Regions from separate parts of the Mus musculus genome. Here all the other regions are linked to region 6. Evidence: chromatin contacts called from public ChIA-PET and promoter capture Hi-C data. All regions are on one chromosome and are shown on one strand. The core of a region is the stretch at or near the end of the contact, and the rest is flanking DNA. Distances in the headings are between cores, read along the strand shown. Region 1 holds the start of Tnfsf12 (tumor necrosis factor (ligand) superfamily, member 12). Region 2 holds the start of Tmem256 (transmembrane protein 256). Region 3 holds the start of Eif4a1 (eukaryotic translation initiation factor 4A1). Region 4 holds the start of Acap1 (ArfGAP with coiled-coil, ankyrin repeat and PH domains 1). Region 5 holds the start of Gps2 (G protein pathway suppressor 2). Region 6 holds the start of Arrb2 (arrestin, beta 2).

Region 1 (3,655 bases), core at 312-2,811, 740 kb after region 6:
TAGGACTTTGGCAACAGAACGGCCATCACTGAGTGTGGCCCTTCAACCTTGGACCAGGACCATGAGTCAAAGTAAGGATAAGAAGGATAGAGGGGTAGACCAGAGACAGAGCGGAGGTGAGGGTGGGGGAGGGGAGAGAGAGAGTTGATGATCCTTGAATCTAATGTCTTTCTTCTTGTTTCTTCTCTGCTTGTAGTTGGTCTTTGCTGCTTTATAGGTTCTTTTCCCCACTTTTATTTTTTCTTCTTCTTCGAGACAGGGTTTCTCTGTGTAGCCCTGGCTGTCCTAGAACACACTGTATAGAACAGGCTGGCCTCAAACTCAGAAATTCGCCTGCCTCTGTTTCCCAAGTGCTTTCCCACCTTTTATTACCCCACACCCTGTGTCTCACCTCCTATCATTAGATAGAAGAAAAAGGACAGCCGGGCCTGGTGGCACACACCTTTAATCCCAGCACTGGGGAGGCAGAGGCAGGTGGATTTCTGAGTTGAGGCCTGGTCTACAGAGTGAGTTCCAGGACAGCCAGGGCTATACAGAGAAACCCAGTCTTGAAAGAACAAAAAGCAAAACAAAACAAAACAAAAAACTCTCCTCAGGGCTGGGCAGTAGTGGCACACACCTTTAATCCTAGCACTCAGGAGGCAAAGACAGGTGGATTTCTGAGTTCAAGGGCAGCCTGGTCTACAAAGTGAATTCCAGGATAGCCAGGGCTACATAGAGAAACCCTGTCTTGAGAAAAACAAAAAACAAACAAAAACCACAAAACCAAACAACCAAACAACAACAAAAACAAAATTTCAGAATTGTCACCACACCATCTCCCCTAAAACAAGGGGCAGAGCTAGTGAGGCAGCTGTCTCTGGCCTCCTGCTCAGATAGCTGCACACTGTACACATAAACAACTTTACAAACTATCTTTTTTTTTTTTAAAGATTTATTTATTTATATGTAAGTACACTGTAGCTGTCTTCAGACACTCCAGAAGAGATCTCGTTATGGTCGTTATGGATGGTTGTGAGCCACCATGTGGTTGCTGGGATTTGAACTCCTGACCTTCAGAAGAGCAGTCAGGTGCTCTTACCCACTGAGCCATCTCACCAGCCCACAAACTATCTTTTAAAAACATATTCTTTATTGCAGAGGTGGTGATCCATGCCTCCAGGGTGCATTAATCCCAGCACTCAGGAGGCAGAGGCAGGGGGATCTTTCTGAGTTCGAGGCCAGCCTGGTCTACAGAGTGAGTTCCAGGACAGCCAGGGCTACACAGAGAAACCCTGTCTTCAAAAACCAAAAAAACCAAAAAAACAAAAAAACACCCAAAACCAAACAAAAAGAACAACAACAACAAAACCCAAACCAGGATGAGCTGAAAAAATAACCTATGCTGGGAAGGAGGTAATTAGCAGACTTGAAACAAGTTGGGGGGAATTCTGGAAGAGGGAATCTCAACTCAGAAACTGAGTCCATCAGATTGGCCTATAGGCAAGCCCTTTGGGGGCATTTTCATGATTAATGATTGCCGTGGGAGGGCTCAACATACTGGGGCGGTGCTGAGTTCCTGGGGCCAGGGCCCGCGTCCCATCCCTGGCACACTGGCCTGGGTGGGTGCCTGTCCACTTCTGCTTTCACTGGCCCTCAGAGTTCTTGGTCTGGAGTGCCACTGCGGTCGCCTGCCTGCACGCGCCCGGGCGCAGGACGTCTCTTACTTCTTGCACAGCACTCCGGGGAGGTTGGAGTTTAATCACACAAACAGTGTCCGGCTTCCTGTCCTCATCCGCCCCCCCTCCGGCCCGCTTCCCTGGTCCCTCCCTCTCCCCTGGCCCGATCCGCCCACCAGCTCCCCCTCCCCATCCCTCGGGTCCCGGGATGGGGGGGCGGTGAGGCAGGCACAGCCCCCCGCCCCCATGGCCGCCCGTCGGAGCCAGAGGCGGAGGGGGCGCCGGGGGGAGCCGGGCACCGCCCTGCTGGCCCCGCTGGTGCTGAGCCTGGGCCTGGCGCTGGCCTGCCTTGGCCTCCTGCTGGTCGTGGTCAGCCTGGGGAGCTGGGCAACGCTGTCTGCCCAGGTGAGGCCCTCAGCATACCCCTTTCTGGGTATCTTAGGAGCAGAAAGTGCAGAGAAGCAGATGGGGGCCGGGTGGGCAGAGGGCCAGGGGATCGGAGAAGGGGTGGAGGATGAGATGTCAGAAGGACAGGGTGACGCTGCCTCCTTCCCAGCAGGAGCCTTCTCAGGAGGAGCTGACAGCAGAGGACCGCCGGGAGCCCCCTGTGAGTAGGTGTGGATGCTGCGTTCGGGATGCCAGCATGGAAAATGTGTCTAAACTGAGCGTTGGCTTGCTGTGACAGTTGTGTGAGGTGTGTGCAGGGAGACTCCAGCTGGCACTAGTTTAAGACTGAGTGTGCGGAGTGAACCAGCCCACGTGGGTATGTCGGTGTGTACAAGAGGGTGATCTGGATATAAGGGGGCAACTTTACCAAGGTGAGAGTTGTGCTGCCCGAGTGGAAAGTGCTGATTGGCTGTGACGTCTGAACCAGATACCAGAGAATGATAATGTATCACCTATGCATACATGCTGTCTGTCTCTGCCCCACCTTCCTGAGATCCTGTGCAGGTGTGTGTGTGTGCGTGTGCGTGTGCGTGTGCGTGTGCGTGTGCGTGTGTGTGTGTGTGAGTAGACTGCAGGTTGTTGATTGGGGCTGAGCCTCACTCTCCAGTTTGGCCAACCCCTAACCTCCCAGGTTTTGTGTCTGTTACTGGCTGATGGTTCTTCTGACAGGCTCTTTGCTTGTTTGTCTCTGGGAGGTCCTGTTTGAACCCTGCCCTTAATTCCTCTAGGAACTGAATCCCCAGACAGAGGAAAGCCAGGATGTGGTACCTTTCTTGGAACAACTAGTCCGGCCTCGAAGAAGTGGTGAGCATCTGTCCCTATGTCCCAGTCTCAGTAACAAGATTCTTTGGTTCATATACTGCTTTGCTCTGAATTCACAGCAGTATTATGAAGTGAGCAGAGGGGGGAAAAAACTACTATTTTTGTAGAGAAACTGAGGCAGGGAGCCTGAAGGAGACCCAGAGTCAAGCAGCTAAGCAGCTGAGAATGGAATCTAAGAAGTTCAGCTCTAGCTTTTTTGTTTTTTGGTCTTTCGAGACAGGGTTTCTCTGTGTAGCCCTGGCTGTCCCGGAACTCACTCTGTAGACCAGGCTGGCCTTAAACCCAGAAATCCGTCTGCCTCTGCCTCCCAAGTGCTGGGATTAAAGGCGTGTGCCACCACCGCCCAGCTTCAGCTCTACCTTCTAAAGCTCATTTGCCACATGGAGCTGCTAGCTGTGGACCCTACCACAAATGACCAGGCGTTAAACAGACTCCAGGAGTTCTCCTAAAGAGGCCCAGGCTTCCCTAAATAAAGGCTCCCATGAATCAGTGGTTCATTACTAGATATATTACTGGTTTGGTTGGATGAAAGTTTCCCTGCTCTGTGTGTGTCTGTATCTGTGTATCTGTGTCTGTCTGTGTGTTTGTGTCGTGTATCTGTGTGGTGGTGGAGCTAGATTCCAGAGCCTCGTGCATGCTAGGCAAACGCTCTACCACTAAGCTGCACCCTAGCCCAGTGTGATTTTTTTTTTCTTTTTTGTTTTTATGAGACAGGGTTTCTCTGTATA
Region 2 (3,994 bases), core at 94-2,593, 590 kb after region 6:
GCTGGGATTTGAACTCAGGATCAGCAGTCGGCGCTCTTAACCACTGAGCCATCTCTCCAGCCCCTCATGTGCTCTTTAGGTAAGAGGCTCCATTAGTTCAAGCGCTCTTTATGAGCCCTACACACAATTACAACACCTTGTAAAGATTGGAATTCCAGAACCAGAGGATCTTTGTAGTTAGAAATGCAAATTCAAAGGTAGACTCTCTGCCCTCCCTTGCTCAATGTTAGATGAATAAAGACACCAAAGTTCTTTATATGCCTTTTTCTTTTAATTTCTTTTCTGCTTCAACATTGGCTCCTTCCCTCTGCGCCCAATTACCCAGAAAGGCCAGGACTGGGCGCTTAAACAAGAGACTTCAAAAAGCCAAGGCAAGCCAGCCCAAGATTAGCAGGCTCCCTCCCACAGGCCCCAGAGTCTGGATGCTGGTGTCTCCACTCAGAGCCTGGTAGTAGAAGCTGGTGCAGAATAAGGTAGTTCCAGAAGCTAACAGTAATCCTGCCTGGAAGAGGCAGAGAACAGAATACAGAATTTTAAGAACAAAGCAACATGAGGGAGTAAATGAGGTTTGATTTAAATTAGGCAAGGGAATTGGTTACCCAGACAGGTTTTCTGCAAGAGGGTACCCCTAACAGGGCCAGGCTGTGCAAAAAGTGGTGTTTGTTGGCCTTGTCAAAGAGCTGTAAGAAAAAGAGAAGAGAGAGATTTTCTAAGCAACATAGGACCGAAGTCCATTAACACTGTCACCTCTGACGGCTCAGTTTGCTGCTCCCCCAGGTCTTCAAGCCACAGGCCTGCAGTCCTTGCAGTAGAGACCTACACTTGACTGCCTTCCCATTCATCTCCCCACCCCCTCCCAGTTTAAGGACACCCAAACATCGCGCCAAGTCCAGGAGTCCCAGAACTGTTACTTCACCTCCTTCCCGTAGGCATCCGGAAACTGAGCGCCTGTAGAGAGATGCAAAACCAATCAGAACTGTATTGGCTTAGACCCTCTCAAACCCCAGGGGCACCTAAGTAGACACTGCATCCCTGGAAGCTTCTGACTGGTGGAAACAGATGTAGTACTGAGACGCTTTTGGACCTAAAGACAAACTTGAAGGTTCGGGGTTCCAAGGGATCTCTATTCCATAAAAGACAAGACACTTCCTATAGGTCCCTCCCCGCACCAGATCCCAAAGATTGCCCCCAGCCCAGCTGCATCCCACGTCCCCTGACCGTGTGCCCCGTAGGAGGCCAAACCCAAGGCCCCAGCTCCGGACAAGGCACCTAGGCGGCGGAAAGCAGCCCCTACCCCGGCCATAGCTGTGGGTGGTCACGCGCGGAACCAACACCGCCCTGACCACCCAACAAGCCAGCCAATCCCGATTGCCCATGCAAATAAGGTCCAAAAATGCCCAATCAGGGCTATGTTCATTTCAGAGCCCCGGTTCCCTTACAGACGCCTTTGTAAAACTTCTGTTGAATGGAGAAGATGTCTGGCGGGCGGAGAAACTAGAACCAATTAGGAGCGGAGGAGCGGAGCAGTGGGAGGCGGGGTTGAGGGTGGGACTAGAGGATTTGCGTCACGGATTGGCCCACTTTCCAAGTTGATCGCCTCTTCGACACCCCAACCCCACACCTCCAGCTAATTTGCAAAGATATCGGTCCCCCACAAAGTTCCACCCCTTTTTCTACAGGCTCCTCCTGTTCTGCTTCAAACCAGACCCACTCCTCAAAAGGGGCGGCCCCACGGATTTCTAAGCTCCACCTATTGCCATCAAACCCCTCCCATCCCACGATGGCTCCGCCTCTGTGCCTAGAGGCCCCGCCTTCTTCGTGTGATGCCCTGCCCTCTATAGTTCAGCTGTTCTCCCCCTTGCTAGACCCGGAGAGCCCAGAGGGTGGGAGATCCGGGGGGGCGGGGGGAGAGATGTCTTCACCCTGCTCTAGTTCGCTACGTCCATCCGTCCGTCTGTCCACTCCCACCCCTTTCACTGTCTTCAATCCCCCCCCACACTCCAGAGGGCGGGTGGGCAGGCGGGTGCAAGCGAGGGGTGTGCGCCGCTCTCTCGGCAGGGGGCGGGGGAGGCGGCCGCGCGGTGACGCGCGGGGCTGCTGCGGCTGCTCCGCCGGCGGATCATCACTCTCGAGCTGGGATGGACGCGGGGCGGGCGGGCCCTGGCGCGCAGAGCCAGGAGTCCGGGCCTCCTGGCTACTGAGCATTTCCCAAAGCCTCCCCTAGCCCTTGCCTTCCTTCCTAGGAGCCGCACCGACCTCTGCCTCGAGGCTCGGGACTCGGCCCCCGCCCTCTTCTGACTCCCCGGATCTCCCTCCCGCCCGCCCTCGGGATCGACTAGATCCCTCCCCCTCCCCGAGGATTCCGGCTGGATCCCTGCCCCTGCACCGCGGATTCTGCGCTCCGGGGCTCCGGGCCCCTAGGGATTGCCGTGGACTCCTCCTCCAGCACCCGATCCCTTAGGATCTGTCGCCTGAACCGCCTCCTGGTCCCTCGAAGCCATCCCAGAGAACCAGTGGATCTCCAATCTAGTCCTGTCCCATTGCTCCCTCCTGGCTCAGCCTTTCCCACTGCGGGGTTCCCTGTTCTTGAGCTCTCTCTGACCCTATACCCTAGCTTTCCTTTTCCTGGGGATCGACTGGATTCCGGCCCCGCCCCCCGGGGCTGGGGCGATCCCCCTCCCCCGCCGGGTGAGGCGCTGCAGGCGGGGGCTGGGCCTGCGGGGCCGCGGGGGCTCAGAGGCCGCCGCCCCCCTTCTGAAACCCGTCCGCCCCCCGCTCGGAGCCCTGGATGGAGGCACCACGGCCCCAGGGCTGATCCAGGTAGGAGCTAAGCCATGCTGGGTGGAGGGGGCTGCGCGGCGGTCCATTGGGGTCTTCCTCTTCCCATATTCCTCCCTGCGCCTGGTTTCCCTCAGCCTGCTCTGTCTGCGTGTCTCCGCCTAAGGATGCTCTCGCCGTGTCTCTGCGTCTTGGTCTCTTTGTCTCTGCCTCTCTCCAGTCCATGAATGATCCTTTGAATGGGCCCACAGACCCCGTGTGTTCCCATCTCCCCCTCCCCCTCCTTCTCCCCTTCCCGGCCAAGCCATTTTCCCCACTGCAGGAAGGGGGGGGGGCTGCGGCCTGAGCCCCCGTCCCTCAACTCTCCCCGGTTGGGGGAGTCGGGCCTGGGCTGGAATGGAAGAGCAAGGCAGAGGGATCGGGAGGAGGGGGGAGCAAGATGTGGCAGACAGAGATGAAGAGAGAAAATGGGGGAGAGAGTAATAGAAAAAAGGAGAGAGAGAGAGAGCACTTGAGGGAGAAAATCAGAGAAGGTATTTGGAGGAGAGAGCGATGAGAAACACCAAGGAGACAGAAATGAGAAAAGACTGAGGGGTGAGAGACTGAAGGCAAGAGCTGGAGCAAGCCAGTTAAGGCCAAGGAAAGATGCTCCAAGGGACCCTGTTCGGAGGAGAAAGATGGGGGGGGGGGGGCTCTAGTGGGAGGGGAAGAGAGAAAAGCTAGTTAGAGGAGAGGAGGCAAGGGGCCCAAAGTACCTTAAGGGAAAGGGGTGACTGAGGCAGGACATGATGGGAGAAGAGGGAAGAGATAGCAAGGCCCAGCCTGGCATAGGAAAAAGAGATTGGGGGGGGGTCAACTACAACCCCCCCTTCAGCTGATGGGAGAACAGGAGCCTAAAAGGACCTGAAAAGGGGAGGGCATGACTGGGTGTGAGTGGTGAGGACTCCTGTGTCCTCATCTCTGGAATAAATTGACACCTGCAGAGAGCCACCCGCGGGCTGGCGCCTGGCTCTGAAAAGCCCAGCGTCAGCAAACAGTCCTGAAGGGGGGGGTGCCAAGGGGGGGCTTACTGAAATGACCTGGGTGTCTGCCCTGCCTACCTTTTTACTGGTCCTGTTCCTGCTGCCTGGGTACCAGGGCAGCAGTAATACTGGGGACTGGCAAGGGGGAGGGGGACTGGGAAGGGGAGGGGGTGCTCCTGGGGTGAGAAGATATC
Region 3 (3,834 bases), core at 1,197-3,696, 760 kb after region 6:
GTTATTTGCTGAGTCCTAAGTCAGGGAAGGACCCAGTCTTAAACAAAAGGGCAACATTGTCTGAAGAGTATGTCCCCACCCCCACCCCACCCCCGAAAAAAAACCCTCCCAAAAGTAATAGCATCTGATGCTGAGCCTTGCCTCACAGTCCATGATGTATATTTTGTAACTCCTTTGCTTGTTCCATATTTTTTTTTTTAGAATCCTCATGGCAATCAATAGGGTTTTATGTTGTAGCTGACTTCCAGCACTCTCTTTCCAGGTGGACATCTTCAATAAGGAATTACTGCTAATCCCCATCCATCTGGAGGTGCACTGGTCCCTTATCTCAGTTGATGTAAGGCGACGTACCATCACCTATTTTGACTCCCAGCGAACTCTAAATCGCCGCTGCCCTAAGGTTTGAGGAGGTTGTGGGGAAACAAGTAGTAAAATTGTAGGGAGATGTGGCAGCAAGCCATTTCAGGAAGAAGCGTGGGCTTGGAGTCCGAGGAGTGAGTGGGTGTGATGTTTCCCACCAGCACACTCTGTGTTACACTGGCAGGTGATTAAGGTGTCACTTTCTTTTTTCTTGCCCACATAGCATATTGCCAAGTATCTACAGGCAGAGGCAGTCAAAAAAGACCGACTGGACTTCCATCAGGGCTGGAAAGGTTACTTCAAAATGGTGAGTTTCCAGAGAAAAATGGAATAGTTTGATAGGAGGCAGCAATTGAATTCGTAACCTCTAGGAGTCTCCAAGTGAACAGATTCTTGCTTTCTATTCCCTAGAATGTGGCCAGGCAGAATAATGACAGTGACTGTGGTGCCTTTGTATTACAGGTAAGCAAATGATAAGGTCTTCTTAGCTCTCAGTCAGTAGCTTAGGGGTTGTTGGTAGCTCTTGCCTCATTTGGTTCAGTCAGATTGCACAGCAGGGTGTACTTTTATGTGTTAGCACAGAAACCCTGGTTTCATTGGTTTTCTCCATCCTCAGTTGGGACTGTATCTCTGGCTTTGGTCCTGATATAGAGGCTTCCCAACATCCAACTAAATATATTTTCCAGTTTAAACACCAGATATATTATGTAGGCTTGTTGAAGCCCCAGGCTTAGTCTATAATGGCAGTGTGTATGAGAAACAGATATTTTCTGAGAAATTAAGATGTATTTTGTGTGAAATGTGTAGCACAGGTCCTGACTTGGGAGGGTGCTCAGTAAACTGTTCTCATGGTCTACTTTGTTAACACCCAGTACTGCAAGCACCTGGCCCTGTCTCAGCCATTCAGCTTCACCCAGCAGGACATGCCCAAACTCCGTCGTCAGATCTACAAGGAACTGTGTCACTGCAAACTCACTGTGTGAGCCTCATACCCCAGACCCTTAGCCCATCAGTGGGCAGGGGAAAGGGAGACCCTTCCCAAGAAACTCTAGTTCCTTTTTGTTTCTCTACCCAATTCCCTTTGGATTTTCATATTTAAATGTTTGGTTTCTGTATTTTGTTTTTTTTTGCTGCGAGTATATTGATTTCTGATGGGAAGGGAATGGCCACATAAAAGCAAGCCTCTTTCTCCCTCTATAGGAGAATGTTGCCTTGTGGCCTAGGTGGAGCAGCCATTCCTCCTTCCATGTTCAGAGGGCAGGAAAACAGTGTGGGGGTGGTGGACGCGCAAAGGGATTACTGCCTGCCCGATCTTCAAACTTTTTTTTATATATATAAATATATATAAAAATGCCACGGTCCTGCTCTGGTCAATAAAGGATCCTTTGAAGATATGCAAGTGGTGGTCTTCCTTAAGGGGCCTCAAAATAGTGGCTGTGCTTTATCTCAGGTCTTCTTCCAGCTAACACTGTTAGCGATCCCCATTTCAGGGCTTGAGAGTCCAGCTTTCGATAGATGCCATCCCCGGGGAGCAGATGGCAGTAAATATGAATTAAGACTCGCTTATTCATGTAAGGAAGCCCAGGAGAAACTGGAAACATACTAAATGAACCAGTGATTGAGTGGGACAATCCTTGACAGCTTATCCCCCTATGCCCTTTAACCCAAAAGTGGGTTCCATCCTTTTTGTCTCCAGTCGGGGAAACTTACTATCCAATGAGATATCGCTACAATATTTTCCTGAACGGAAGAATAAATAAAACTTGTCCTGTAAAGAAAACCCAGGTAAAGGAAAGTGGCAGTCCAGACTGCCCGGAAGTTCCTGGAGGCTAAGGCCTCACCCCCGTCGCTTGATAGGACCTGCTGAGCCACATGACTAAGGCACGATCGCCTCCGCACGTGTAAAGGTGCTGGGTTCCAAGATGGCTGCCCCGCCGCGAGGCCCGACTTAAGTATGTCACTTCCGCACCAGCGAGAAAGGCGGACCCTTCAGCCAATGAGGCCATAGGGCGGGGCTAGGCCATGATGGGCTTTCAAACTACCCAATAGGGCGTCCGAACTAAAGCGCCTACAAAGTAACGTCACGTCGAGTTGCAGAGCGCCGGCAGGCGGGGCAGAGGTGGCCAAGCCAATGCGATGGCTGGGGCGGGGTCGGACGCTCTATAAGTTGTCGATAGGCGGGCACTCCGCCCTAGATTCTAAGGATCATGTCTGCGAGTCAGGATTCTCGGTAAGAAAGGCTTTTGCAAAAGGTTATGGCTACTTACCCCGTAGTTCCCTCCAAAGGGCCCGCCGTGGGGAAGTTGAGAGGCCCATCGCACCGAACCTACCAGGTTGCGGGAGAACCGAGCCGGGAGGAACCGTCCGGGGTTGGGGGGGTGGGGGAGATTCCCATGGCCGCCGCTGACCCCAGTGTGGTTACGGGGAAGGACGACCTGGCTAGGGCGGAGGGCGCGAGCTTCGTCACGAGGCCTCGGCCTGTGGGAACGCCGTACGCGAAGCTCGGATACTGAAAGGCAAGATGAGGTCGCGACATAACGTGGGAAAGAGGCGGCTGCGCGGCCCGGAGCCGGCTGGTCTGGCTGCCTCCCTGTGTCGGGCAGGGCGTGCGAGCGAGGGTTCCGGAGAGTTCTGGCGGTACCACTCGCGACAAGCAGGGGTGCCCCGGTCTTCAGCGAGTCCCTCCGTCGCGCTTGGAATGTGGGTCGGGGAAGAAGAAACCGGCCGATCAGGGCGCTGGCCTTCTTGACGGCCAGGAAAGAGCCTAACCCGGAGGAGCGGCCGCGTGAGGCACGGGGAACCCACCCGGCGCCTGGCGGGCGGGTCCATTTTGCCGCACAAGCCGGGCAATTGGCAAACTGCGGATGGGCAGGTCCACTTTCCTTCGGGGGTGAGCGGCCTGAGGTATGGGAGGGCGACGCCATTTCTCGACGGGGGCGGGCGGGTTGCGGATTGTTCCATGGCGGGGGAGACGCCGCCGAGTGGCGGAGCGAATGAGCACATGGCCGCTTGAGAGATTCCCCTCCCCCAGCCTGTTTCGCTTGTCTGTTGTGCAATCTCCCCCTTTGCGAGCGCGGCTGGGGCTCATTGTGCGCGAGGCCGCCACCGCCCGCGGCCTCCCACATCCGGGTACTGTGGAGGGGGGCCGGCCAGAGGGAGTGGGGGAGGGCGCGGGCGGCATGACGTGGGGGGAAGGGGATGGCCCACCCACGGAACTCGGAGGTGGAAGGCGGGACTTCCGGTGGCCTTGGTGTTCATCCAGGAGGTGCACGCGCTTTGATCCACCAGACCTAGAACATGTGGGCCTGGCTGCAAAGACCGCATCTCGGCGTTTTGTGTATGAGAGAGAGAGAGAGAGTGTGAATGTGTGTGTGAATGAAGTCCTTTACAGCCGCTTGATCTTAAAGGAGCGTCACTCTATGAAGTGCCTCTTGATGGTTCTTTGGGAGTACATGGGAGTTGGATCGGGAATGG
Region 4 (3,863 bases), core at 130-2,629, 540 kb after region 6:
ATAAAAACTCACTGTTGGTTTATTTGGTTAACATGGTACACCTGTGGAGGTCCGAGGTTAGAGGAACTTTCCATAATAAGTTCTGCTAGGGTTTCTGGGGTCAAACTTGGGTTGTCAGACTGGATGTGTGAAAAACACTTTTACACAGTGGGCCACTTTGCTGGTCCCAAAACCTAGGGTCTTGAAAAGGCCCAACCTTGCAGCAGAATGTCCATGTCTGATAGAATCAGCATACTGTACATTTATTAACACCATCTTTGAGGCAGGGTGTACTGGCTGGTTTTGTGTGTCAACTTGACACAAGCTGGAGTTATCACACAGAAAGGAGCCTCCCTTGAGGAAATGCCTCCATGAGATCTGGAGAATCCATGTAAGGTATTTTCTCAATTAGTGATCAAGGGGGTAATGGCCCATTGTGGGTAGTGTCATCCTGGGCTGGTAGTCCTGGGTTCCATAAGAAACCAAGCTGAGGGGTTGGGGAGATGGCTCAGTGGTTAAGAGCACTGTCTGTTCTTCCAGAGGTCCTGAGTTCAATTCCCAGCAACCACATGGTGGCTCACAGCCATCTGTAATGGCATCTGACACCTTCTTCTGTTGTGTCTGAAGGCAGCTACAGTGTACTTATATATAATAAATAAATTTTAAAAAGAAAGAAAGAAGGAAACCAAGCTGAGCAAGCCAGGGGAAGCAAGCCAGTAAGTAACATCCCTCCATGGCCTCTGCATCAGCTCCTGCTTCCTGACCTGCTTGAGTTTTAGTCCTGACTTCCTTTGGTGATGAATAGCAGTGTGGAAGTGTAAGCTGAACAAACCCTTTCCTCCCCAATTTGCTTTTGTGCAAGAATTGAAACCCTGACAAAGACACAGGATTTCTCTGTGTAGACCTGGCTGTCCTGGAGCTCACTCTGGACCAGCTGGCCTCAGACTCAGAGATCCACCCACTGAGTGCTTGGATGAAAGGCGTGCGCTGCCCCTCGCTTTTTTGTCTCCCAGATGAGGGAACTGAAGGGTCAGAGAACTTGTTCAGTGTCACACTGGTTTTTGTGTAGACAGGGTCTCGCTGTGTAGCCCTGGCAGGCCTGTGACTTGCTCTGTAGATCACACTGGCCTTGATCTCACAGAGATCTGCCTGTCTCTGCTGTAATTAAAGGCATGTAGCACTATGCCCAACTAATCACACAAAGTCTTAAGTGACAGAGACAGATTTGACTCTAGACCATCATTTCCCCCTCAAAAAATTTATTCACCAATGGAGAAAGCAGCAGAGAAAGACCAGTGTCCCAGATGGAAGGTGACAGCAGGCAGTCTCTGGGGGAGGGACTGTGGTTTCTGTGATCTCAGCACCCCCCTCCGCCCAGGCCCCACCCCTACCCCTCCCAGAGCTGCCTAGAAGTGGTGGGGTTAGAGCTCCTCCTGGGTTACCCCGTTCCCTTTGGGGAAAGAATTCCAGACCCAGGCTCTTCCTACCAGAGGATTCTTCTCCATTAATACCCCTCTTGGGGGGTGGGGAGTGCATCTGCCTACATCCCCACCTACCTGACCTCCAGGGCCCCCCAGGCCCCCAAAGCAAGTCATCTGAGATGACGGTCAAGCTAGATTTTGAAGAATGTCTCAAGGACTCACCCCGCTTCCGGTAAGTGTGTGCAGGTCCATGAGACTAAGGAGGGGAAGGAAGGCCCAATAGGTCCCAACACCCACCCACCCACCCCCAGCATTCCCCAGGCAGGACCAACCTTAGAGCCTAGGCCACAGGGACCAGAGGGAACTGGTGGGACCTAGTGCCTCTACCACTCAAGCCAGGCTCTCAAATCAGGCATGGAACCCCAGCACTTGGGAGGCTGAGGCAGGAAGGTTGTTAAGTGTTCCAGGCTAACCTGGGCTACAGAGTAAAAAAAAAAAAAAAAAAAAAAAAAAAAAACCCTTTAATAACAGAACCTCCATGCTCTCCGAAGCTCACTTTACTCTGCCTTTCTGCCCCTTCTGGTCTTTATAATTGGCATTCCTCCTTCCTTCTCACGGCATCCCCTCCCCCAGCACCTGCCCCGGGGCGGTTAGCAACTTCCTGCCCTGGCCACATCCACCCTCCTACTCTTCCTGCTCTGGTCTGGGTTATTGAAGCTTAGAATGTGCACAGCAGCACAAGAGCAGAAACTGTCTGGACTCTGCTTGGTCTGTGCATACCCATCACCCCATGACGCCAACCCTGCCCCTGATGCTAAGCAGAGGCCCAGTGGACCTAAGTGCTGTCCATTCTTTCCCAGAGCCTCGATTGAACTGGTGGAAACTGAAGTGTCAGAATTGGAGACCCGCCTGGAAAAGGTGACCACGTCATGGAGAAAAGATGCAGAGTCAGATTAAAATAAAAGATTAGAATAAAATTAAAATAAAAGGTCAGGGAGATGGCGGGAGACTGGGAATGCGTTAGAGTCATTGAAAGTTAACTGTGCCTGGCACACACACACACACACAATTATATTTAAAATCTGGATGTTGCTGGGCGTGGTGGCGCACGCCTTTAATCCCAGCACTTGGGAGGCAGAGGCAGGCAGATTTTTGAGTTGGAGGCCAGCCTGGTCTACAAAGTGAGTTCCAGGATAGCCAGGGCTACACAGAGAAACCCTGTCTTGACCCCCCCACCCCAAAATCTGGATGTACTGGCTCATGCCTTTAATCCTAACACTGGTGAAGCTGAAACAGGCAGATCTCTGTGAGTTCTAGGCCAGCTAGGGCTAAAAAAAAAGCTGGGAATGGGGCTGCGTACCCAGATCCCAGCACTTGGGAGGCAGAGGCAGATGAATCTCTTGTGAGTTCTAAGATAGCTTGGTCTGTTTACATAGTAAGTTCTAGGACAGAAGAGAAACCCTGCCTGAAATACATACATATATGTGTGTGTGTGTGTGTGTGTGTGTGTGTGTGTGTGTATGTAAATTATTAACATATTAATATATACTTTTTGAGACAGGGTCACATGTAGTTCAGGCTAGCTTTGAATTTACCTGTAGTTGAGCCTGGTCTTGAATTCCCAATCCTCTGACCTCTATTTCCCCCCTGGAGATGGAATTCATCTTTGTGCATGTTAGACAGGCCGGGTTCCCCCACCAGCTACATCCCCAGAGCAAACACTTCTTAAAACATTATTGATATTATTTCAGTATATATATTTGGCTGTTTTATCTGGGTAAATGTCTGTGAACCATGTCCACACCTAGTGGCTGCTACAGAGGCTAGCAGAGGGCATTGGATCCTCTGGAATTGGAGTTGCAGTTGTGAGCCACAATGTGGATGCTGGGAATTGAACCTGAGTCCTTTGCATGAGCAGCCAGTGCACGTAGTCACTGAGCCATCTCTCCAACCCCTCAAATGGTTCTAATTGAACTTTTTTAAAAAATTTATTTATTTTATGTATATGAGTACACTGTAGCTGTCTTCAGACACACCAGGAGAGGGCATCAGATCCCATTACAGATGGTTGTGAGCCACCATGTGGTTGCTGGGAATTGAACTCAGGACCCCTGAAAGAGCAGTCAGTGCTCTTAACCACTGAAGCATCTCTCTAGCCCTCTAATTGAACTTTTAAAATTCAGGTTAATCCTACACTTGTAGTAATTGCTTAGAGAGGCCACGTCCCTGCCAGCTTCCCTGAGTGATGATATTTAATGCAGTTTTTACTCATTATCACAACCAAAAATTAGCATTGGTGCAGTCTAGTTAACAATAAAGTCTACAGGGACCAGGAGAGATGGCTGGTCAACAAAGTGCACCCCTTGCCAGCATGAAACCTAAGTTTGATTTCCCCCCCCCACCATGTAAAAATGACAAGGTATATGTATGGTATACATTTATAACCCTAGTATTGAAGTAGAG
Region 5 (3,818 bases), core at 1,047-3,546, 520 kb after region 6:
TAGGTTTGATTGCCAGCCTTACCTTCCCTGCTGCTTGTATCTGTACGGGAAGCTGGGGGGAAGCCAGGAGTCCAGGGGCTGGATGCAGAGCTTGGGGGTGCATGGGCCGCAGAGAAGACTAGGAGACAAAGCTGACCTTAAAGGGAGGCATCCTGGGGCTCCCCTCATCTTAGCACCTTGGCCTCCCAGGACTCCATACTCACTGAGTCCGAGAAGCTGGTCTGCTGGTTGGCATGCTCCATCTGTTTCTGCAAAGAGAGGGTACTGCCGGGCTGGAGGAACCCTGAGGGGAGGAGAGTTTGAAATGAGCAGGTGGCAGTAGGACTCCTGAAGGTAGGGCTCCTGCCCAGGGGGATCTCACCTGTCTGAGTGGGCTGAAAGTGGCCATGCACTGCATAGGGTTGTGGCTGTGGCTGAGATAGGTACTGCACTGCAGGAAATGCTGATGGGGCTGAGGAAGGTGGGAGATGATCTGTTAGGGTTTGATGCTCTTGCTCTTCTTGCCCCTAGTCTGAGGAGAACAACACTCACCTCTGAGCTGCTGGCTAGGACTATAGGCTGGTTGTGTTGGCCCATAATGAGGTGGGGGCTGAGCAGTCCCATAAGCACCCCCTGGACTGCCTTGGAATTGTCCATGTTCTGGGGTTCCTGCAAAAGCAGCTGCTGATCCCACGTAGTGCCGGGTCTAAGGGGAAATGAAAGCTCACTGCTTAGGAAAAACCCCATATGTATATATATATGCCTTTACGCTCAGCTCCTACATACACATGCTTGGTATATTTGTTCTTGAATGATTGGGATTAACAGTACTGATCCACAGAAGGAGGAGACATGGAGTTAGGATCAGATTTCAAGACTAGTCTTGGCTAGTAACTTAAAAAGCCAGCCTGAAGAGTTAAAAAAAATCAAAAAACCTTTCCCTCACCGTAAGCACTTGTGGTCCAAACATCTGCTTGGCTCTGTCAGCTGCCATCAGAGTACCTGGGCGATTGTGTCCTCCAGGGCTCCCTAGAAAGGGGGAGAGGTTTCACGATGCTAAAATAGGCAGCGACCTCCTGGAGAACTCCCCTGTTAGGCGGTTTCCTCAGTCCTCTCACCCTGCATGCTGAGGAGGTGGGTTCCTGTATGAACCGTCAGGCTCTGCTGGTATGCAGCTGATGTCAGAGTGGTTAAGTCACTGGAGTGGAAGGAAGACAGGTCAGTTAGCCTCTTGCTATTAGATTGTCACCTGTGCCACTGCACAATTTTACTTTTAGCCATCTCATCACACCTCTGTTCCTTTCGCCTCCGTTTTTCTTCCTCATGCAAAACTTTCTTGAGCTGCAAGAAAAGCTGGTGCTTCTCCTCCTGTAGAGCAGAAAGCTTCTCCTGCAGCTTCAGGATCTGGAAGAGGGACGAGCAGCTAAAGCAGGGAAAAGAAGGCATCGAGAAACAAGTGTGGAGAGGCTACTTACCTGTTCCTTGGTCTCCTCTAGTGACATTCTCTCTTCCATTTCCTTTTTCTTTCTTCTCTCCTGCTCTTCTTTCATCTTCTGTTCCATCATCTTGTCCACCTCTTCCTCCTCTGAAGAATCAGAACGGGGAAGTGGCAAGGCGGTGTGAATAAGCTGAGCGTTAGACTGAAGACCAGCAAAAACCAGTTACTCCATCACAGCCACAGGGAGAACTTGGCTTCATTAGGTGCTCTCCAAGGTCCTTCCCAGCCCAGGGTTCTGGTCTGGAACTTAGACTGGGCCTCTTCACTCACACCCCGAAGGCGCCGCTGCCTCCCTCTTAGCCTCGCCAGCAGGCGCACAGCTGGGCCCGTGGATGGGGGCAAGTTCGTGGGTAGCAGGGCCACCCTGAGCCGAGTGTCTGTCCTCCCGCTCTGGCCCAGGCTCACCCTGCCGTTTGCGCTCCCGCTCCATCATGATGTGCCGGTGCAGAGCCCTGGCCATAGCGTTGGAAAGCTTGGGGCGCTCCAGGAGTGCGGGCATGATGCTGTTGGTGACGCTTGGGCAGTGGGCACCCGACTCTCACTGACTGCCAGACCTCAGGCGGGGCCTGCAGGGAAGTGGGAGCTTAGAGAGACTGCGACGCGCCGAAGCGGAAGCCCGTCCGCCGCCCGCTCGCCACTTCGATCACGTGTCCCGGGCACCAGCGTCCCTCCGGGGTCTCTGCCTCAGCGCCGGGGCGCGTGCGAGGGTCTTAGGCTCCGCGCCCCCGCCCCTCCCTCGTAGCCCTGGCGCCAACCCCCGCAACCCGCCTTGTCGGCGCTTTCTCCGAGGCCTTCGGCGCGCCTTGGCCTCTACGTCATATCCGGCGGCCAGGATAAATCCTTCCGGAGTCACGACGGCAAACGGCACAGCCGATTGGAGGAAAGGGAAGGCGGAAGCGCTTAGAGACGGGTGCCGGGATGTCCAAACTCCATGTGGATTTACAGAGCGGCCTGGGATGATAAAGCCCCTAGAACTCTTCACTCGCGAGGCCGCGGGAGACAGAGGCGGAGGCAGATGCTCTGAAGACAGTATTTATTGGCTCCTTAGAAATCAGAGTCAGTAACAACTGTACAGAGGCCCACAGCGTCCTCGGGCAGCCCTTCCTTTTACCCACTCCCTCCCCATGGCGCCCAGTGGCCACGGAAAAAGCAGCTTCATGTGGGCACAGAGAGACTCCTTTGGGATTCACAGTAACCAGAAACAAAAACGGAAATAAATTAAGTGATATGGGGGAGGGTAATAATAGGGAGTCATGTTCCCCAAGTCAGTGCATGAAGGGGGGACCCCGAGACGAGCTGGGCTCCCTCTCAGCAGAGGGAGTGTGCTGGGCCCTGAATGTAGAGATGTGCTTCACACCTGCTCTAAATCAAAGCCTGCCTACGTGCTCCTCCTTGCCAGGACAGCACTGGACATGCTCTCAGTCACGGGAATGAGGTGGAGGCAGTCGTCATTCAAGAGTCCTGGGCTTGAGGCCCGGCTGTGCTTGGAGTAGTGGTATGTCACCCCTTATTCCACTCGTACCAGCAGGGCATAGAGGAGTGTGGCTCCCTTCTCCTTAGTGACCCACTCAAGTTCCGATGGGCTGAAGTGCTGGTCAGGAAGTTCTCTGAGGGCCGCAGAGGGAGGGCCAGGAGTATAGGAGCCAGGGCGCACACACACCTGAAAGGCCACCTGAGCCTGGTGTGTCCGCTGGGATTTTGGGTCCCGGAATCTGTTAGCCAAGCAGAAACGAGAGAAGAGTAAGGCTCCCAAGGTCCATGACTGCTAATTCTGCCCCCTCCACCCAGGCCTTGCTGTTTTCTGGGAAATACTGTTCACCGTGACTGGCTTAGCACCAACTATTGTGTATGTAGTACTCTCCTCCCCTGGCCTGCTCAGCTAACTCCTCCCCAGCACTCTTCATGTGTTTATTTACCCTGGCACTCTAGTTCACGTCTTCCAAACACTCCAAGTGCACTTCTCATCTACTTCACCCACTTTTGGGAGACAGTATAGGGTCTCTACCAGGCTGGAGTCAACCTCCCTATAAAGGAAGGACAACCTTAAACTTCCGACCCACTGACCCTGCCACTTAGTGTTAGGACTCCAGGAATTTGTTACAATGCGCAAGCACAGTTTAGGTAGTACAAGGGGTCAAACCCATTGCCTGGTGCAGGATATTTTGAAAGACTTGGTATCCATACACATTCAGAAAAACAGGCCTACAGATGCACTCATCTAATCCACACTCAGCATGGAGATGGAACCAGGAACTGAGTGTTCAAGGCCGGCTTCAGATACAAACCAAACATGAATGTGAGGCCAGCTTGGACTACTTGACATCCTGTTTTAAGAAAAACA
Region 6 (3,874 bases), core at 258-2,757:
CCATAACCAGTGTGTCTCAGGCAATTGCCCTGGGGTAACTACAGAGCATCTGCTCTCTACATCTTCCCCAGCCACCTCTTGCCTGGTTAGGGAGCGGGCAGTGGGCACATACTGAGGCTGGCCAAGGAGGCAGAGTAAGGGAATGACCAGGGAGGTACCCAGCTTGGGGGGGGGGGTGCAGCTAAAGCAGATGCCTCTTAGCACTTCCTGCCATTCTCTCCATTTCCTGTGGCCCAGAATTTGATGAGATGGTAGGGAATTATGCCAAGTCAGCAGTCTTTCTCTGGACCATCTACCCCCTCCCTGAAGTACACAACGGAAATTTGGGGGCCTCCCCCCAAGTAAGTGACTTCCCCTTTCTCTGGGGTGTTTAACCTCAAATCCAGGAGGTCAGTCTTCCCTGTGGACATCTCTCTCAGATATTGGTCTTCTTAATGCTGAGATGCCTACTTTCTCATACTCTAAGGGCAGTGGGAGTGGTGGGGTTGATCCCATGTTTTGCAGAAGTCACTGCTCATAATCAGGCCCTTATTCTTGGTCCTCTCCGGCTTGAGGCACATAGCCCCTACCTATTCTTTAGCTCTTGCTCCTTTGGAACTCAAGCATTCACCCCATGTCCTCTTGGGGGTGTTGGGTCACAACAGGAAGTGGATTTTGCTATAGACCAAAAAAGAGAACTCTGGTATCAGTGGAAGGAAGGAGCTTCGATTGCACAGAGAACATCCGGGGAGAGGATGTGTGTCCAGGGGAGATACTACCTCTCCCCTCCACCCCCAGGAGAGGAATACAGTCCAATTTCAGCGAGGGTCCCTACACACTCTTCTCTCTCAAGAAGAAGCTGTTGCTCCTAGCAACCTAGAAGGCAGAAGTTTGGTAGCAGAGCTATCGGGCCCTTGGGACAGGTGGGAGCAATCAGACTGTGGGGTATTGGGCAGGAGGCTTTCCATTGGTTGGGCACGAGTCTAGGGGAATCCCTTCCCAGCATCCAGTCTCCCAGCACACAACCCCTCGGGGCCGGCCACCTGCTCCTCCTTCCTCCGCCCTTGCATCACAGCCTGCACAGAGAACCCAGTAGTCCGACTCCTACATCTCTGCGAGAACCCAGGCGTGGGTTTCCCGATCCCCATCAGGTCTTGCTTTTTGCAGGAGCCCTAGCACGCACGCTCCACTCCAATATCTCAAGGACCAAGGCTTGCGGCCCCGGACCGCTACCCTCTAGGGACCCAGGCGTCCGGCCCCGGGGTTTCTTCCCCGGTGTCCTTGTCTGTGGATCAACCTGGCACACCCCACGAGCAGCCGCCCATGCCCCGCGGCACGGCCCCACCTCCCTTACCTGGTCCCGGGTTTTTCTCCCATGGTGCGCGCGCGCTCGCCGCCCTCCGCCCGCCGGGTTCGCGGCTCGCTCGCAGCCTCCTCGCCTGCTGCCAGGTCCCCGCTCCTCCCCGCGCCACTGCGCACGCGCGTCCTCACTCTTTCTCCTCCTTCCCCTCCCCTCGCGGTCTGGGTCTCGGGGAGCCGGGGCCAGCTGCGTCAGCCGGATCCCGCGCGCCGCGGCGCAGCCCGCCCTCCTCGAGCTGGCTCCGCCCCACGCCTCCGCCCTCCGTTTCCCTCGGGGAAGCCTCCCCGCGCCGTCCCTACTCCCGATCTCCCCGCCCCTCCTCAAGCTTTTAGAACTAGATTGGGCCCCTTTAAAAGCAGGCGGCCGCCTTCGAGGAGATTAGAAGCAGCTGATTGGCCGTTGGTATCCGTAGCCCTGCAGGGATACCTCCCCTTTGTTTGCTTTCACTGTAGTGGAGGAGGGACGGGATCGAGGGGGCGGTGGGAATGAGCTCAAGTGCTGTCTAGTTCTGAGGGCCAAGGGCTGCCCACGTGGATGCACCGTATCAGTTGCGTGATGATGCTTGCTTTGGGACGCGCTGCTCATCCCTGAGCTTGCAGCCTCGTTTGGCCTGCCTTTCCCGCGTTCTTGTGGTCTTCAGCTCCCCCTGGTGTATCGTCTTTGATTTTTTTTTTTTTTTTTTTTTTTTTTTTTTTTTTTGTGCAGGGTCAAACATTAAAACATTTTTCAGACCTTGTCATCTCGACTGTCTATCCTAGCTATCATTCACCCACTCCATCCATCTCTTATTTTCTTCATCCTTCCCTCCCTCTCCATTTCGTGTTAGTCATTGTGCCAAGCCATCGGGACCAAACATGAATTATCATGGCCTAACTTTCCTGGGATCTTTGAGACATAGGAACAGGTATTATATTATGCTCCCAGGAATGCTATAATAGAGGTATGACTCAGAACATCAAGCAACTAAAAGCCCAAAAGCCTTTGCTTGGCCAGCGTGGGGGAGGAGGGAGTGCAGTCACTCACTCCATTGGATGGGAAATTTGAGGACAGACATTCTGAAGGATGGGCAGAAGTGGGGAAAGGACATTCTTTATAGACGAGTGCTTGTGGGTTAGATGGCAGGAGGCAGAGAGCTGCAGACTGTGGAAGGAAGAGACTGCGGAAGGCTTTGTATAGCAGGTGAAAGAAAGAGCCTGAGGATCTGTAGTGTTTATCTAATTTAATGTAATGTAATTTTCTGCTAAGGCCTCACGCATGCTTGGTAAGGACTCACCACTAAGCTCTGTCTTTAATCGCAGCCCAGCAATGATTTGATTGGATTTTGTTTTTCACCAGAGGAATGTCGAGATGGGATTTCTCTTTTCCGGTAACACAGAGCATAGCAAGACCGCTAGAAGATAAGCTAGTCAAGGGAAAACGATGAACAGGGAGTGGAGGGGGAACAGAGGGGCCATATTAGAGGTTCGTTGCTGGGGCAACATTGACTGGGTTTGGCAGAGGGTGAAAAGGGTGACTGACAGAGACAGGTTTTTCTCCTCTTCGGTCTCTTCCTTCTACTCTTACCCATTTCCCCTCAGTGGAATACCTTCATGCCTCTCTCTCCACTTTTCTCCATTTGAAAAACAATGTACACGAGAAAAAAAAATCTCAGATCATCTTTAATTTTTAAACATAGACCTTGTTTAACACCTGCTTACCCCTCCCCCGTTCTATTGTCACATTTTAAGTCTGCTCTTTCATTGTTACAATGTGTTACACTTTATGTGTCTGAGTGCTAGCCTGCATGTAAGCATGGTCATCACCATTTGTGTGCACAGTGCCTATGGAGGTATCAGATCCCCTGGAACTAGAGTTACAGGCAGTTATAAACCTCCACGTGGGTGCTAGAAAGTGAACCCAGATCCTCTGTGAGAACAAAAAGTGCTCTTAACCACTGAGCCATCTCTTCAGCCCCAATATGATTCTTTGAGACAAGGTCTCACTCTATAGCCCTGGGTGGCCTGGAACTCACAGGGGTCCCCCTGCCTCTGCCTCCTGAAGCAACACAGTCAGCTTAAATGTACTCGAGTTCTTAACAGTAAGCTTTTTGACTCATGAATTTATTCAGATTTGACCCTTGCTAAAGATCATGTTCAGAGGTAAGGCAGTCTATAGCTAAAGTGGAATTTGGGGGCAAGGGTCGTAGTTTAGTTGTCAGGGTGCTCGCCTAGCAATCATAAAACCCTTGTGGGAAGCTAGAGAGATGGCTCAGTGATTAAGAGCACTGAATACTCTTCCAGAGGAGCCGGATTCAATTCCTAGTACCCACAGCTCACAGCTGTCTGTAACTCCAACATCTGACACCCTCACCCAGACACACACGCAGGGGAAACACCAGTGCACATAAAATTAAAAATAAAAACAAAAACCTCATATTGGATCTCTGGCAAAACTGGGTGTGGTGGTGAGTGGGGGATCAAAAAGCCAAGGTCATACTCAGCCACATATCAAGTTTGAATTAGTTTGGGCTAATTGAGACTTTGTCTCAAACACACA

The links. Promoter capture Hi-C pulls out the DNA fragments that hold promoters and counts their contacts. ChIA-PET counts read pairs in DNA pulled down with a chosen protein or histone mark.
Region 1: a promoter capture Hi-C map of liver shows a contact between it and region 6, with 2.4 times the contacts expected there. The contact joins the promoter of Tnfsf12 here to the promoter of Arrb2 in region 6. A contact is called at or near these places in 1 of 39 promoter capture datasets (liver) and 1 of 115 datasets of contacts at active chromatin or transcription factors (pancreatic cancer cells).
Region 2: an RNA polymerase II ChIA-PET map of memory CD8 T cells shows a contact between it and region 6, with 7 read pairs. The contact joins the promoter of Tmem256 here to the promoter of Arrb2 in region 6.
Region 3: a promoter capture Hi-C map of neutrophils shows a contact between it and region 6, with 3 times the contacts expected there. The contact joins the promoter of Eif4a1 here to the promoter of Arrb2 in region 6. A contact is called at or near these places in 5 of 39 promoter capture datasets (the HPC-7 cell line, cranial neural crest, liver and 2 more), 1 of 484 Hi-C or Micro-C datasets (CD8 T cells), 3 of 115 datasets of contacts at active chromatin or transcription factors (bone marrow-derived macrophages, memory CD8 T cells and pancreatic cancer cells) and 1 of 9 other capture datasets (liver).
Region 4: a contact with region 6 is called in an RNA polymerase II ChIA-PET map of memory CD8 T cells, with 7 read pairs. The contact joins the promoter of Acap1 here to the promoter of Arrb2 in region 6. A contact is called at or near these places in 2 of 115 datasets of contacts at active chromatin or transcription factors (memory CD8 T cells and pancreatic cancer cells).
Region 5: a contact with region 6 is called in a promoter capture Hi-C map of embryonic stem cells. The contact joins the promoter of Gps2 here to the promoter of Arrb2 in region 6. A contact is called at or near these places in 4 of 39 promoter capture datasets (the HPC-7 cell line, cranial neural crest, embryonic stem cells and 1 more), 2 of 484 Hi-C or Micro-C datasets (CD4 T cells and embryonic stem cells) and 3 of 115 datasets of contacts at active chromatin or transcription factors (memory CD8 T cells, microglia and pancreatic cancer cells).

What each region holds. Positions count from the first base shown.
Region 1 is chr11:69,694,004-69,697,658 of GRCm38.p6, reverse strand. It overlaps Tnfsf12 (tumor necrosis factor (ligand) superfamily, member 12), which reads left to right and starts at 1,561. Exons shown (of 7, transcript NM_011614.3): 1 at 1,561-2,063; 2 at 2,218-2,265; 3 at 2,834-2,909. The coding sequence starts at 1,905. It overlaps Tnfsfm13 (tumor necrosis factor (ligand) superfamily, membrane-bound member 13), which reads left to right and starts at 1,561. Exons shown (of 13, transcript NM_001159503.2): 1 at 1,561-2,063; 2 at 2,218-2,265; 3 at 2,834-2,909. The coding sequence starts at 1,905.
Region 2 is chr11:69,835,874-69,839,867 of GRCm38.p6, reverse strand. Tmem256 (transmembrane protein 256) reads right to left here and starts at 1,343. Exons shown (of 4, transcript NM_026982.1): 1 at 1,219-1,343; 2 at 917-948; 3 at 600-680; 4 at 310-502. The coding sequence starts at 1,303. The coding sequence ends at 359. Nlgn2 (neuroligin 2) reads left to right here and starts at 2,084. Exons shown (of 8, transcript NM_001364137.1): 1 at 2,084-2,820.
Region 3 is chr11:69,671,035-69,674,868 of GRCm38.p6, reverse strand. It overlaps Eif4a1 (eukaryotic translation initiation factor 4A1), which reads left to right and starts at 2,446. Exons shown (of 11, transcript NM_144958.4): 1 at 2,446-2,590. The coding sequence starts at 2,568. It overlaps Senp3 (SUMO/sentrin specific peptidase 3), which reads left to right. Exons shown (of 11, transcript NM_030702.4): 8 at 263-400; 9 at 584-667; 10 at 772-822; 11 at 1,233-1,759. The coding sequence ends at 1,343.
Region 4 is chr11:69,893,055-69,896,917 of GRCm38.p6, reverse strand. Acap1 (ArfGAP with coiled-coil, ankyrin repeat and PH domains 1) reads left to right here and starts at 1,379. Exons shown (of 22, transcript NM_153788.3): 1 at 1,379-1,632; 2 at 2,261-2,318. The coding sequence starts at 1,580.
Region 5 is chr11:69,912,498-69,916,315 of GRCm38.p6, reverse strand. It overlaps Gps2 (G protein pathway suppressor 2), which reads right to left and starts at 2,296. Exons shown (of 10, transcript NM_019726.5): 1 at 1,883-2,296; 2 at 1,455-1,564; 3 at 1,271-1,383; 4 at 1,098-1,177; 5 at 926-1,008; 6 at 532-685; 7 at 362-451; 8 at 204-283; 9 at 23-118. The coding sequence starts at 1,976. Neurl4 (neuralized E3 ubiquitin protein ligase 4) reads right to left here. Exons shown (of 29, transcript NM_001013414.3): 29 at 2,492-3,189. The coding sequence ends at 2,985.
Region 6 is chr11:70,430,213-70,434,086 of GRCm38.p6, reverse strand. Arrb2 (arrestin, beta 2) reads right to left here and starts at 1,507. Exons shown (of 15, transcript NM_145429.5): 1 at 1,334-1,507. The coding sequence starts at 1,356.